Regions from separate parts of the Bicyclus anynana genome. Here region 2 is linked to region 1. A link is a contact called in public Hi-C data. All regions are on one chromosome and are shown on one strand. Each heading gives the region's core, a stretch centred on a gene start, on an enhancer-like site or on the middle of the called end of the contact. The rest is flanking DNA. Distances are from core to core; before and after follow the strand shown.

Evidence for each region. Hi-C and Micro-C count contacts between places; a contact is called where the count stands out from the background.
Region 2: a Hi-C map of whole larva shows a contact between it and region 1, with 9 times the contacts expected there. The contact joins the promoter of LOC112045037 here to the promoter of LOC112044927 in region 1. A contact is called at or near these places in 2 of 2 Hi-C or Micro-C datasets (whole body and whole larva).

Annotation. Positions count from the first base shown.
Region 1 is chr14:14,558,752-14,563,650 of ilBicAnyn1.1, forward strand. LOC112044927 (DNA-directed RNA polymerase I subunit RPA1) reads right to left here and starts at 1,578. Exons shown (of 3, transcript XM_024080939.2): 1 at 1,408-1,578; 2 at 1-1,300. The coding sequence starts at 1,292. It overlaps LOC112044974 (SUZ domain-containing protein 1), which reads left to right and starts at 2,146. Exons shown (of 3, transcript XM_024080997.2): 1 at 2,146-2,282; 2 at 2,373-2,665; 3 at 4,401-4,899. The coding sequence starts at 2,223. The coding sequence ends at 4,635.
Region 2 is chr14:14,890,007-14,894,848 of ilBicAnyn1.1, forward strand. LOC112045037 (peroxisomal membrane protein PEX14) reads right to left here and starts at 1,427. Exons shown (of 5, transcript XM_024081085.2): 1 at 1,184-1,427. The coding sequence starts at 1,234. It overlaps LOC112045036 (calpain-7), which reads left to right and starts at 2,186. Exons shown (of 12, transcript XM_024081084.2): 1 at 2,186-2,510; 2 at 3,267-3,409; 3 at 3,776-3,902; 4 at 4,672-4,842. The coding sequence starts at 2,300.

The DNA of each region.
Region 1 (4,899 bases), core at 328-2,827:
TCAATGTCTACATTGGGATCAGGTGTGATAACTGATCTAGCAGCAAAATTGACTCTTTTGCCCATCATATTCATTCTTATTACACCAGTCTTTTTTTCAAGAATCTGCTTTAATCCTTGACTCTCAGCGCCTGAGCCTTCGCAGTTGAGTAGTTGATTGGTTTGTCTTTGTAATTCTTGCCACACTGAATGTAGCTTTTCTGCAGGTGATGTCCCTGAGACACGCTCATATGCCTGCCTTGGATGTAGGTCAAGACCATCAATACCTTTTTGTTGATCAGGTGCTGTTAAAACCTGTAGTACAGCCCTGGCACTGTAAGCAAAATTCATTATATTTTTATACACATGATTTTGTGGATGTTCAACTACCTGACCAAGCAAAAAATTACAAGGTCTCACACAGGGAGGCAACACTGGTATAACCTGCATAAAAAATAAATCTGTAACAGGTTTAATGTTTCCATACTTTAGTATTGGAATACAGCAAGTTAGGATATCTTCATCATTTTCTGCTATAGAGGTGCAGTGATGCTTTATTTCATCAGGCATTAAGATTTTAATTCCTTTTTTATCTGACAAACCACCTTCAGTACTCATGTTGACCATAATCTTATTATCACTAGTTGTAACTTTAATAAGTTTGCTCTTACAATAAAGACATTTTTTTGATGTATTCATAACTTTAAAGAAATTATTAATGATCTTTGTTCTCAGTTTGTCTGTGTTTTTATTTTGAAACTTCTCATTGATTGCATCTCTTTTTCTAACCAGCTTCTGATATTTCCTTATCACTTTGTTAGGCTTCTCTGGTGATGTTGCACTGTTGTAGTCCTTGATATCACATATGTAGTTGCCCAAGTCTAAAGCAGCAGTAATATGGCCAGTGTCGAGAAGTTCCAACTGTAATTTCAATATGAACTTCATTCTGTCATCCATTTGTATTTTGAAACACTTTAAACATGACATTCTAAATAGAGTGTAAACAGTTTTATTGAATATCGGATTTATCACTGTAAGTGGGAGTTCTATGTGTCCAAAATGTCCAGGACAGTGTAGGAGAGTGTTAGAGCAGGTTGTGCAAAAATCATTGCGGTCTTTTAGTGGTCCCATAGCAGGGTCATAGAGGCCTCCTTTTATAGCATTGCCCATACTATCGAAAGTAATGGTGCTTGTGATTTTCGCCACGCTAAGTTTTTTTATCTCTTCGTCGGTAAACATGAGAAACTGTATAGAGTCCGGATCGACAGATGTCAACCCTGTCAGGTCCGACGAAAATCTTGAACTCACGTCCATTGTTAGGCCTATAAAATATTTAAAAAATCATTAAAATCATGGTAATACATAACCTCTTAGTGAAACTGTATTTTACCATAGTAGTTTACTAAGTTATATATTAGTTATTGCTTACAGGTAAATGACACGCGGACTAAATTTTAAGGATATTACATTATAAATTAAAATCCGTTTTATTATATCTTGATTGCTTTTCGACCATTTGTTTTGGTTTTTAATTTTTTAGGTTATATACACAGAACAAAACAGAAAACACAGAAGTTCACAGAACCACGGACGTCAAATAAGCAAATAACATAGAAATTAGAAACAGAACAGATTAAAAATTAAAAGTATAGTTATTTTTGTATATTTTTGGGCTACGAGTTCTAGCTTACATTGAATAAATATAGAGCCTATTTAGAATATAATATAATGGTGATAGAGCCTATTTTATAATAAAATGATTGTAGAAGCTCCACACAGCGTGACTATCTGCAAATTATTTACCGATTCTGTCACAATAGGGCCACAATCTATTTTGAAACCTGTCAAATCCAGCTAAACGCTCAAGAAAAAAAAATGCCAATACCAAACAATACCATTTAGCATATTATATGTCACAATTGATTTACACAATTTAATGTTTATTGCAATATAAAATATTTTCAACTTCATGAAGCTTAGGTAGTAGAATATACTTTTTATATTTTTATTAGTATCATATAATCATTTAACTACACTTAAATAATAAATTATCATTGCAACAATATACGTTTTTGTTGGTGAATTTGGGTGCGATGCATCTCCATCGTGAGCGTGATCATTGTGATCGCTTTGTGGAAAGTAAGCTTAATGTTATTTTAAATGGTAACATTGAGTTAATGGTTTCTAAGTAGTAGCAACATTGTACGCAGTCAAACTTTATCAAAACTTCAAACAAACTGCAAGATGGCGGCACAAGATGAAGTTGACATATGTGAAAGCTGGGAGGATATGGACGAAATTGGCGTAAGTTTATCAGTGAAAACCAAATCGGAACACTGATTCCCATGAATAATTACGTGGCACAGTGTATAATAACACAAGTTACTGTTTCAGTTGGACAAAAAGATCAAGCTGATGTCCAGTGTGCCGCCAGTGACGAGTCTAAGAGGTTGCAAGGTTACGAACGTAATTGTAGAAGAGAGCGCGTGCATTGGGTCTCAGTGCGTAATGCCTGAGCCAGCTATACGTATACTCAAGCGGCCGAGTTCCTTGGCCAGTGGGCAGCTGAACGGAGAAAACCGAGCGAGGCCCGTCAAAACACTTGAACAAAGACAGAAGGAGTATGAGGAAGCCCGGTTAAGAATTTTAGGCGAAGCTCGTAGTCCAGAGGATGTTATTGACGACAAGTAAGTCCTATATCTGTTATATCTGAACTCTGTACCTATATACCAAAATAGACACCTTATTATCCTATAGTATGTCTTTGTAGGTAGATTTAATAGAAAAACTAGCATTATACAGAACAGAGGATTTGAATCCTCCTAGTTTTTCCAACAGAGTAAGTTTGAAGACTTTGAAGACATTGTACCTCTAGATGTAGTCACTGGTAGACTGTGCACACCTCTGGATGTAGTAGTAACTTGATAGCATTAACACCTTTGTGTATTCTTCTCTCCTGGACCTTTTCTACACTTGGCCAGTAAAGGTGGGCATGTTGGTCCATTTGTTGCTGTTCCCCAGTGGAGTCATTCCAGCAAACTAAGCTTGCTCCAGAAGCTTAGCAGGCGGCCATAAGCCTCATGGAGTGTTGCTGGGGAGCCAATTTATGCTGCACATTGTTCAGATACACTTCTGCATCTAAGCATAACATGTATTAATGTTTCTTCCTCAATGCATGTTCTGCACAGAGAATTGTTGATTATATCTAGAACCGAAAGGTGTTTATGTAGTGAGCAGTGCCCTGTCATTAGTTCCGTAATGTGACATAAAGGAATATTAACACAACATAAACATTTTGTTATTTAGAGTAAGGGTTCATTTACATGAGCAGCACCTTGCCAACGGCAGCTGGAATCTGCTACCAACAACTGCAGTTGACTGCAACCGTTGACTGCTGTCAAAACATTGCCAGCTGCAGTTGTCGGTAGCAGTTGCTGTTTGTGTAAATGAAATTAGTAATTACTCACAAGAAGGTAGTAATCTAATACATTAAAAGTTCCTTGTTCACACTTTCTTTATGGGCATTTCCACTATTTTTGGATTACAAAATTGTGTACCCAATGCAATTTGCTAGCAGCTCAAGGTTTATTAAGGTACAAAATATATAAATTATGTAGAATCTGTGCAAAATCTGAATCAAAATTAATTCATTTCATGTAGTATTCATGCACTTTTGAAACATCTAGTTTGACTATTTATAAAAACTCTACCTGTTTCTGAAGGCAGTTCAAAATAATGTCAACACTGAAGAAGCTTCAACATATTCCAAAATGTTACCTGTATTTGTTGCTCTCCCTTCTTACACAAATAATGGTAAAACCTTGTACTAGAGCAGCTTTGGATACCTATTCTTATATAATTGAAGTAATTGGAGGGAAGGAAAATGTTACTATAATAATAATTACTTGCTGATTATTGATTAATAATTCAATTAATATGCTTACATAGTTGAGTGTTATGATAATCACATATTTGTCACTAACGAAATTACAAGTTTAATTTTATGATATTATTTTTTATAGGGATATATTTAACTTACTTTGCTTATTTAGAAGCCGAGGACTTTAGTGCATGAAAAAAATTATGTTTAAGCAAAAAGTTTTAAAAGAATTTTGAGCCTCAATAGCACAGTAGTAAAGTGGCGGGAAGGATCACACAGAGGTTGTGGTTCAATTCCTGATCGATTAAGGCACTTACACAATCAGGAAAAAAAGTTTCCTCAAAATGAAAGGTGGAAGTTTAAATAAAACTGAAGCTCATAACACACTTGTTACAAATCTTCATTAGTTTCACTTCACAGTACTATTTACTATTAATTCATTCATTCAGTCATTTAAAACATATGGACAATCTTTTTTTTTAGAAAATACTTATTTAATTTTATAAAGTTGTATAATTAATGTGAATAATTTCCTATTACAGCCTCAGTCGGTTACAAGACAAATTACAAGCGAACAATATCAGTGAAAACAAGAATACTGGGAAAACGAAAAATTGTAATGAAAACAATGCCAAAGGCAAAGAGAAAAAGGTGCTCTCGAGGCTTCCCCCTGGAGCCACTCCTGCCGGTGTCTTTCCCTCTCCACCACCTCCCGGAGTTCTTGTTATAAGGACGCCCAGAGGACCAGATGGAACTAAGGGCTTCTCGAGGAGGTAGCATTTTGTGACCATGTTTATATTTATCATAATTATAGTCCATCCAATGTTTTCATCATGATTATTGTGAAGGACAATGTTTTGGGGAGGTATGAACTAATGAGGAAGTATTTTTCACAATTTCCATATAAATATGGTATTTTAAAAAATGTATATTATGTGTCACTGTCACCAATCATTGTATAATGTACCATATAAGTACATGTTACTGGAAAGTAATTAATTTATTTACTAATTGTCGTATGAATGAGGTGTTGCAGATTTA
Region 2 (4,842 bases), core at 177-2,676, 330 kb after region 1:
TATTAAATTTACCCATGTGAATATTTACGAAACTAGGTCAAGTTTGTCTAAAGAAGCATGTATTTTAATTCATTATTGGTGATTCTTTTTTTTAAATAATTTGATCAAGTTATGATAAGAAACTTAAACAATGTTAAGCAATAACAGAAATATATGTGGAAATACTTTTAATTGACTCGTACTACCAGTGGTTTAAGTCTTTGTCTTTAAGACTGTTTTTTTATACCATACTGAGGTCTGGGTTCGAGTCCCAGACTAATTGAGAATGAATATTATTGTAACATTGTTTTTTTTTAAATAACATTTGCCATATCTATTGAAATAATCCAATATTCCTGTTCCCCTCCAATTAGTCTGATAAGACTGTGTTACGAGTAGGTACAATAGACCAGGTAGTGGAACAAATCACCACCTCTTGGTGATGAGTTCTTCCAATAAATTCTCAATTGAAGCTCAAGTTTAGGAAGTTGGCTGTTACACCAACTAGCTTTGAAGACATGTTAAACTGTTGGGCTCAGTAATTATGATTGGTAGAATTTGAATATCTAAGCTCTCTCTGTCCCTCTCCTATAATAAAGGTGGTAGTCAGTGGGACTTTCAAATAGGCTGTCATTGATGATTTTAAATCATATCAAAGTGACAGGCTTTTAACTTTTAGTTTTTTGATTTATTGTATTTAGTTTTTTTACTGACAATTTCATATTTAACTTTATCATCATTAGATCATTATCACATACACACAGAGATCTCTTAATTATTATTTAATTATTTTTTTGGAGGGGAAACAATTTGGTATCCATACAAGTTTTTTTACATTTCCTTTGTGAAGAAATTTATCATGGAAAGTGGTAACACTTATTGTTCTTATACCTCTTACAATCCAATTCTCTCTCGAATCTCATTAAAACATTGAAATATAAATACTTGAGTACCTACTTCAGATTTCTTGAGTGTACAATTGATGCTTGTTTTTATAACTAAGCAAAAACTGTAATAATCATGTTCTATATGCACAAAGGTCTATTAATGCTTAACACAACATACATAGACTTTGTATGCTAATTTATTTATTTAATGTAACAAAACTCAACAATCTTTCGTCGTCGGGTCGTGTTATTCGGCGAATTATTATTCTAAATTATTAGTAAACTGATAATAAGGATAATGATTTAAAGATAATCACCAAATTCTCTCTAATTTCCGTCCCTGGCGAAGTTAGAATTTCCGATGCCATTTTCAATTAAAATGTTCTCGATTCACGGAAGCACTACACAGTTTGCACAATGAATGTGTAATTATTATATAACGAATATGGAAAAAATCCTATAAAAATAATATTCACTTCGTATAATTAAATTTCTAATTATTATTTAAAATAAAAACGTGAACACAAAAGGAACCACAAACCATAAATCACAAATAATCAATGTGACATTGACAGTTGACACTTGACACAGTGTTTGATAATTGACATTCATTTGACATATGAATTACGATAGAAATTGACCACAGTGCTTTTGATTTTTTTTTAAAGCTTTTGATGGTTACATTCCACTAAACGATCACAATCATGACTACGGCACAGTTCATTCGCTCCACTTGCTTGCGAGCGTAGCTATCATAAACTTAAATGGAATGGATGGATTATGGAGCGTTTTGAGCTAAGACTGTAATGATTTTTGAGCAAAAGGGTTGGCCGGCGAAAGCTAAACGCAGATGGCGCCATCAAAGCTGGTGCCTTTATAACTTTCGTCAGTGGCGTTTATAGCGGAAAATTTAAAAGAAGTAGCGTGTTTTAAAACAAATTAAATCTTTGAAATTTGTTGACACGCTTTGAAATTTGTTTTAAAATTTGAAAAAAATCCTTTAAGGTTTGAGACATTAAGGTCGAATGTAAAGTGTATCACCTTAAAGTAAGTATGTAGTACATTATCTAATACGAATGAATAAATTTATATGGATATTAATGGTGTTAAATGTTTTCGATGTGTAAGTTTACCTCGCCCCCCTCAAAAAACGACAGACTTTTTTGTTGGTGAATTTGGGTGCGAAACAAGTCCATTCTTTTTAATGGTCTAAGGATTTGGTGCATTTTAACTTAACTTGCATTTTGACTTTGTCTGTGGTGCACATTTTTGACTTGACGTTGACGTTTGTGTTTTATTTATGACTTTTTAGTTTTTGTAAAATTTGTCATCTGTGTTTGTAAAGTTGTGAAGAACCTACCCTTTTTGTTTTGGTTTAAAAATCATGAATGGATATAATTTTGATTCCAAAATAAAAAGAAATTTGTTGTAAAATGGCTGACTTTGCGAATGCCACAGAGGCGGCATCCTTAGCTGTTTCTTTCGATCAAGCAGGAGAAGTAGAAAAAGCGGTAGAATGTTACCGAACGGCTGCAAGACTTCTCGACAGGGTTTGCAGTCACGTATCGCCGGAAAAACAAGTAGATCTCCGGGAGAAGGTGAAGGAGTATATGAAAAGGGCCACCTTCTTGGAGGAACAAAAAGGTATTCCATAAATTATTTATTTTAAAAGTTTATAGTATGTGATGACTCATTGGATTTTTGTTTATAATTATCAACCAATTTTTATTGCATTACAATGATGCTTGTTACATACACATTTGCTTTTGTAAATTGTTTTTTATGCATGTAAGTACATTTAGTATTTGATAAAAAGAGGTTTCCCCGTTTGTCATATCATAATCTTAGTGTTGTTGGTTATTGTTCTACATTACACGGTAGACACTATATGTTATGTATGTTGTGTTGTAAAAATTTGATATACTTATAATTTTTTTTTTGAATTTTTATTATTAATTTTTTATCATAATTGTATAGATCATAACCAACATGGTTATGATCGTATACAATTATAAAAAACTAGTCAAAAATTATCATTCAAGTAAGTAGATAGTGGTGTAATTTAGGTCCATCAGTGAGGAAATAATTAAATTACCTAAAACAAAAGTGATAAATAATTTTTTTATTTATTTATTTTGAAATTAAGCGTAACTATTATGCAACGTAACCACAGTTAGGTTTACACTGATTATTATTATTAACTATACTAAGTATATAAATAACCAAAAAAAAAAAATCAAAAAGAGAAAAAAAAATTAGCAGTATTTCATTTCAGATTGCATACCTGTTTTCATAAACAGGCACTATAGTTTGTCAACTTTGTTCGTAACACTCCCGATAGTCCGCGCGGATGGGGGGGCATGTAGTGATTGGTCACTAAGGGTTGGTTACTATTTACAGATAGAGCCCAACAAGAAGAAAGCGAAAGGGTGTTGCAAAAATGCTACTTCCTCATGCAACAAGCGCTTGATGCAGATGAGGAGAATCTGAAAGACTTGGCGCTGCAGCTTTACACCCAGGCAGTGGAATTAGCTGTTAGTGTTGTGAGTACATTTTTAACTTCTTTGTTCTAGGGCTTATCATTTAATTTTTAACACCAAACTGATTAATGAGAATGAAAGAAGCAAGGGTAATAGTAACTGGAAGGACTTTGTTTTTACTGCGTACCCCTACAGGAACGAGTCCTGTTTTGTACTGTTGAAACATCAGAGACCTTAGGCCCCTGGCCCACAGCGACTTTTTGTAGCGATGCAGTCGCGCGTTTAGCAAATGCGCGCCATGGGTGAGGGGCCTTAGATTGTCTAGATCTGCCTGCAGCAGAACTTGCCAATTGCCATCTATTCAGAAGGTTATCTTAGAATTTTTTGTGTAGCCCCAAAAATGGATAAAATGTAGATAATTTCTTTTAGAAATTCAATGAACCAGAGATCAGTTCAAGGATAAAAGGTTTAGCAGTACAGGCTTTAGACAGAGCAGAGGAAATAAAGGGCATTAAAAAATTGGACATATTATCCATTAGAGACCCTCAACAACCTGGTATGTAGCCTATATAATAAAGTAAGCCTTAATTTTATTGTTTATTTAAATTTATATGATACACCACACCTACAGTTAGTAGTGAGCCCAGCCACTAGTAGATGCCTGTGACTCTGTTTACTTGGAATTCTGTGTTTTACAAATCCTGCTGGAACCATAGATTTTTCAGGGATATAGCCTATGTACAGCTCCAATGTCCAACTTATGTCTATACAAAATTTTATTAAAATAACAAAAGTAACAGACAGACAGACATACTTTTATATTTATAATATTATGTTGTATGGATGATGATGATGATGATAATGTATCAAGCAGATAGTGTACCTCATATGAAAACTTCTTCTAGGGACATACATACCTACAATATGCTGTTCTTATTAGGGTTATAAGTGACAAGTATTAGGTATTTGCAGTCATCACCTATAGTCATATTATTCAAACAGAAATAGTTATGTATGTGTTAGTATTAAAATTTGAAATATACAGTTGAGCAATTACAGGCTGGCCTATGGCATAGTCTTCATCTAGATTTTGCCACTCCTTTGAAGAATGTTGTTTTCATTTTTTTTTTCAATTTAGAGTTCATAAATTGAAGCACATTATTCAAATTCACAGTATTGTGTGTTAATAAGATATAATAAATAATACTCCCGAACTCGAACCCAGGACCTCCGTCTTGTAAATCTACCTCGCATACCACTGCGCCGCGGAATCCGTCAAAAAACTGTTTATGAATTTCATACAGCGATTTTATCACTTTCTGCAGCAATGTCTCCAAACAGGGCCCAACTGCAAAGAGAACAGAGTGTTCACTTAAAAGTGACCGGCAAACAAGTGTACACACAAGAGGAAAAAGAAGTCTTACGTATGACCTCCAATATAAACAACAATTGTTTCTTACCGTTCATGGACATTGATCTATCGGAGAAGTTCCAGT